Linked DNA regions of Triticum aestivum: region 1 is linked to region 2. The links are chromatin contacts, called in public Hi-C maps. All regions are on one chromosome and are shown on one strand. Each heading gives the region's core, a stretch centred on a gene start, on an enhancer-like site or on the middle of the called end of the contact. The rest is flanking DNA. Distances are from core to core; before and after follow the strand shown.

The links. Hi-C and Micro-C count contacts between places; a contact is called where the count stands out from the background.
Region 1: a Hi-C map of leaf shows a contact between it and region 2, with 2.2 times the contacts expected there. The contact joins the promoter of LOC123136550 here to the promoter of LOC123136524 in region 2. A contact is called at or near these places in 1 of 5 Hi-C or Micro-C datasets (leaf) and 1 of 1 datasets of contacts at active chromatin or transcription factors (leaf).

Annotation. Positions count from the first base shown.
Region 1 is chr1B:528,512,334-528,515,033 of IWGSC CS RefSeq v2.1, forward strand. It overlaps LOC123136550 (DYRK-family kinase pom1), which reads right to left and starts at 1,407. Exons shown (of 8, transcript XM_044555962.1): 1 at 1,000-1,407; 2 at 164-742. The coding sequence starts at 1,258.
Region 2 is chr1B:528,362,485-528,365,184 of IWGSC CS RefSeq v2.1, forward strand. It overlaps LOC123136524, which reads right to left and starts at 1,358. Exons shown (of 3, transcript XM_044555934.1): 1 at 1,153-1,358; 2 at 1-299. The coding sequence starts at 1,202.

The sequences.
Region 1 (2,700 bases), core at 157-2,656, 150 kb after region 2:
ATATACCAATGTTCTAAAATTGCGACAGTCAGGTGCTAGTACAAAATATAATCTCTTCAGAAAACAATCCAATCACAGAGTGAATCGTTTCAAGCTTGTTAAAGAATTTTGCCAAACATGACAAATGATCCTGAGGAATGTGAAAGGGGGCAGAAGCACTTACTGTTAGCAGCATTTGCGTCTTCAGACAAGTACGGACTGAGCATCTGAAGCTCCTTCTCCAGAGCACTGAGATCAAACTCCTGGTCATCTCCACTCCTGGAATCCACCAACGGACCGCCCTTGAGCGTGGCATCGTCATTCACATTGCGCCTGAACTGGTGCGCGTCTGCACCGCACTCATCAAGCACCTCCGTCAGGTCGTCCATGATCTGATACCTCCCGTACACAGCAGACCAAGAATCCCTCACAAACTCCCGACCATTCTTGTGATCCATTTCCCCGTGGCAGCAACTGCAGGGCGGTTTCGTATACGCCGCTGCATTGCCCTTGCTGCGCTCGTGGCGTCGGCTGCGGTCGTCGCCAATCTCGCCGACGTTGGGGTCAACAATGAACTTGTCCTCCTCGTCGCCGTCGCCGCTCTTACCACTGATCTCCGGCTCGCGGTGGAACAGGTGGTCGTCGTAGAGCCAGTTCTCGCCGAAGAAGAGGTCGGTGGTGTCGTACTCGCGCGCCGTGCCGAACTCCGACGCCTCCGACGGCGCGCGTGGCGGCGACCACACCCCGTAAGGATTCAGCAGCCCTGATCTCCAAGCGAAACAGCCAAACCGAAACAGAAGCGACAAAATTCGGATCAGAATTCAGAACTCGAGCAAAAGCACACACGCGAGCTTGAAGCATGCATCTCCCGTTGACGCGCGGAGATCGAGATTCACAGCGGCAGCCAGTCAATCACACGCCCCGCTCTCGGGAGGCCGGCCGCGCGCGCCGAGGACCAGGAGGGTTCAGCACACTGGGGAAAAACTAGTGGACTGCGTCTCGTGCAAGCACGCAGTGTACCTGAAGGCGTGGAGGTCGTGCTGAGGAAGGCGTCGGAGGAGGAGCTGGAGGCAGGGCTGGCGAGCGCGGCCCCGGCCCCGTCGGAAGCGGAGTAGGAGGCGCCGAGCCGCAGCGGCGGGAGGCGGGGGTCGTCGGAGTCGGTGGATTCGTCCCCGCGCCTCCCCGCGTGGACGCCGTGCCGCAGCGCGAGGCCGTGGCCGGCGTCGGCGGGGAACCCCAGCCCCACGACGCCGACGGCCTCCTCCGCGCCACGCGCCATGGCCAGTGAATCACTCGTGCGCCCGCCGCTGACTCCGCGCCGCCACCAACACCATTTGAAGCGAGGCGAGCGGGTAGCGCGGCACGCGACGCGACTGCGACGAGAGCGAAGCAAAGCACCGAGAGACTGGACAGCACTAGCAGGACAGGGGCGAGGGCCGCACGGGATCCAACCAACACGCCCGCACACGACAGCGCCTTCTCGGGGCGGGCCGTCCCGCTGACGGGCGGGGCCCGCGGGCCAGCGTGTCGATGTCGGCGTCGGCCCGGGTGCCGCTGTCGTCGATGGGCGCCGCGGTGGGTGGTCTGGTGCGCGCGGCCTGCGATCCGACGTGGAGGGAGCGGGGCCGTCATTATTGTCAGTCGCTGTTGCGCTGGACGCCCCCGCCCCTCTCGCCCCGCTGGGTGATCCGGATCCTCTGCGGCGCGCGGCGCTCGTGACGGACACGGCGGATCGGCCGATCTACCACTCCTACCAGGTAGTACTACTACCAGGCACCAGCGTCCAGCGGCAACGACGTCAGATCTATCTGCCTGCCGTGGTAGGGCAGGCCGGCCTTCCCTTCGCAGCAGAGCAGAGCACCTTTCTTTCCCGGGCCTACCGTTGGAACCGCACCTGCTCCGGCTTTAGCGAGCAGCTGAGAGCATAATTGCGCTCTCGCCGGGCCGTGCGATCGTACCACCACGCCGGAGCGGAGCGGCCGTGCGATCGTGCACTGGCTGGTTACCGAATGGATCAACGAATGATGCTTCTGCATAATTGCACGAAGTTTCTCTTCGGTTTGGTAGATGAGCGTTACGGGCTACTAGCTCGCAGTGGGGCGCGTGGATTTTGTGCGATCGAAGAAAGAAAAAGGCTACAGTAGAGGACTGGTTGACAGTGCAAAACGGGTCGCTGGATGAGATGAGTGAAGCTCTGCGACTTGTTTGTTTACCACCTGAAAAACATGGCGGGCGCTTCAATTTTTTAGTCTCGTCTGGTTAGGCGTACCGTCCAGTAAAAACGACGTCGCACTGGAGACTTCCTTGTCATGGTAGTTCGGGGACTGACTAGGAGTATAGTAGGGTGAAAACAAAAGAAACGTGCTTAAATAAAGGAAGTAAAAGGAAAGGATTGCGTTCGTGCTGTTTGTACGCTTAATGATTGCAGTTACAGAGAGTCACAGATGTGATCTTAATTGACGACCGCTGGAAAAGCGATTTATAAAAGAAGAAGAACGTCCCAGCGAGCAGTTCATGTCCTCTTCAAGGTCTGGTGATAACGCCAGTAAATACTGGCCTCATCTATGCTCCTCTTTATTTTTATTTTTTTAGAAAAGAAGGATGACCCCTGGCCTCTGCATCTGCATCTGGACGATGCATACGGCCACTTTATTAATTATTCTCAAAAGACCTTACAAAGACATATAACAGCAAGACTAAAGCCATTGTCTAAGCAACAAC
Region 2 (2,700 bases), core at 108-2,607:
TCGCGAGTGTGTCATCTGAGCTATGATACAAGGCAGAGTCCTCGTCGTCATAAGCGTTACCGATATGGCCATTGCACTTGCGGCAGAGCAATCGTGTTCTCCTTCTGAAGAAACCCCAGGAAGACCTTGAGCGGAAGTACGGCGTGCAGCTCACTTCGTCGGTTTGCGTGAACCGGTTCTCGTCGACTGCGAAGAATGAGACGACGCCTTTCCTGATCTGCTTTCCGTACTTGGATCCAATGTTGGCCGTGTTCCGTGTGGAGGAGCTCAAGTTCAATGCGTAGCCACAGTATCCACAGCTGTCATGAAGAAACAAAGAACACACATTATCAGACTGAACATAGAAACCTGAAACTACCATCCTACTGCTTTGACAAGAACGTCGTATTCGCGTATAATGACAATTCCGTGTTTTTCTGTATGCTTTGACAAGTTCAAATTATGTCCCACAGAATTTATTATATCCATGTCGAATCAGCTATCAAGATGTAGCTATCACCAGGCAATTTGGCTGTGCGCATCCTACATATGCCGAAGCCGGGTGCCGCTCAATGTGTTGTGTATCTGCTTGATGCTACATTTTGGGCTAATAGAAGTGCCGTTTATCGAAGAAAAAGCTATCAACAGGCAATATCCTTCTGCACTCAAAACGTAACATTTATTTTTAACGAAACACAGAGATGCTGCTTTTCATTCATGTATAAGATAAGAGGAGAAGCCTCAAAGGGGATTACATGTCAAAACCGTACAGAAAACAAAAGAGGGAAGGCTACATCGGACTAATTCACTTAACACCTCTTATCCCATCCGTGAGTCAGATGTTGGAAGAAACAGAGGGCCAACTATGATCATTTCACTTCAGTATTCTGAAGAAACAGACGTTCTAGGAGCCAGAACTAACTAGAAGCAACAAAAGATTGAGTATCCATCCATGATGTACCAACTGAACCCAGCAACATCGCATCAGTAATCTTAAATTGACCTTAGTGGACGGTAAGTAGCACAGACTTTTGAGAACAAACACAGGAAGAGGCAAGGCCAAGGTCAAAGACCAAACAAGATTGTCGATCCTAGGGTTCGTTCAACTGTAGGTTCCCTGACCCAATATAATAAAGCAGCCGGAAGAGAGCCACAGGAAGGAAATCGGCGAACCTGTAGGCGACGTCTTTGGCGGAGTAGCAGCCGTCGAGGGCCCTCGCCATGCCTCCTGAATCCCGATCGATTTGGGGAAAGTGCCGGCCAGCAGGGAGGGAGGTAGTAGAAGGGAGAAGCGGGGGTCTCTGCTCTGCTCTTTTGATTGGGAGCTGGCTGGGACGGCGAAGCGGGCAACGGTCTCCGCGGAAGGCACGCAGGCAGGTTTGGCGACCGCGCCGCGCTGCTTCTCTTTTCTTTTTCTCCTTTTCTTCGTGCCCTTTTGCGCACGTCGTGGCGGGCGGGTGGGGTTGCGTTGCTCTCGCGTCGTTGTTGCCATGCCAGCAACGTGGCCAGCGGCGTGATTGATTGCTGCCGCGTCTGTGATGTGATCAGGTGAAGGCTGGCGGTGCCTCGTTCGTTGTGTTTGCGTGCTGCCAAGCGTTGCGGCTGTCTCCGTTCAAACTTCAAAGTCTGTATCCTTTCAAAAGAGATTTTTTTTTTCCAAAGTCTGTATGTTGTGCTGCTGCCGGCTGTGCTCTGTTTTTTGGGCGATGCTTCAGACAAACCAGGCACCGTTTTTTTTCCCTTTTCGAATTGAACTAGGCACTGGTTTTGACTGTAATAAACCAGAGCTGATGGTCTGCTTCGGGACGGATAGCCCACCAGGCATGGTGCTAGTCAGCATCATCAGGACTAATTACCTCAATCAAAACACGTACAGTTTTCCTACCCTAGCCGCCGCCACGCCAGGCGACTAGGGAGGCGATTTTCTTCCTCCGATCTCAGCCGGCCAGGGCGTTGGCCCCCTCTCCCTCCGGCTGCTCCGGCGGCGGGAGGGAGGGGGGACCCCATTCCTCCGTTCTGTAGTTAGGTTTTGGATTTGTAGGTCATGGTGCGCCATTGGGGTGGTGGGAGCGGTGCCCGGACGAATAAATCTGCCTCAGCTTCACTCCCACACCGGCGGTGCCGTTGATGGCGGCATCTCGGAGTTGATGGCATCGCGTGATTGCCGATCCTTCAGATCGGCTGTGTTAGGGTTCATGGGGTGATGTTGGCGAGGCGGCGGCAGCGACTTCATCAGGTGTGTCTCTCCTTCTGCTCTGTCCCCGTTGCTGTGGCGTTGTCTCGACGTCATGGTGGAGCAGGGAGGTTTTGTCATCCAGGAGTACGTGCAGACGGTTGTTTGCGCAAGTGACAGCTGGAAGATGGTGCATCCCGTGCTGGGTTTGTGGTTGGTGGCTGACAGTTCTGGTTTCCTCCTTCGACGTCGTTGGCGTGCGGTGGTGTCAGATCTAGAGTTCGATGGCGTGTCCGGGGACATGTTGCCCCGGTCTGATTCTTTCAACGGCAATGTTTTTGCTTCTGGCAAACTACTTTCGAGGTCCGTAAAGCTGCTGATCAGCGATGGAGCCGCGTCGAGCTCGGGTGAAGAGGTGATCTGTTTTCTTTTTCTTTGGTGGTCGCTTCGGTGGTGTCGGAGGAGAGGAACAGGCGCTGGTATTATGCATAGGATTATCCTATCTTTTCAGTACTGTAATGTCGGTGCTTACGTGCCTTGTAACTGGA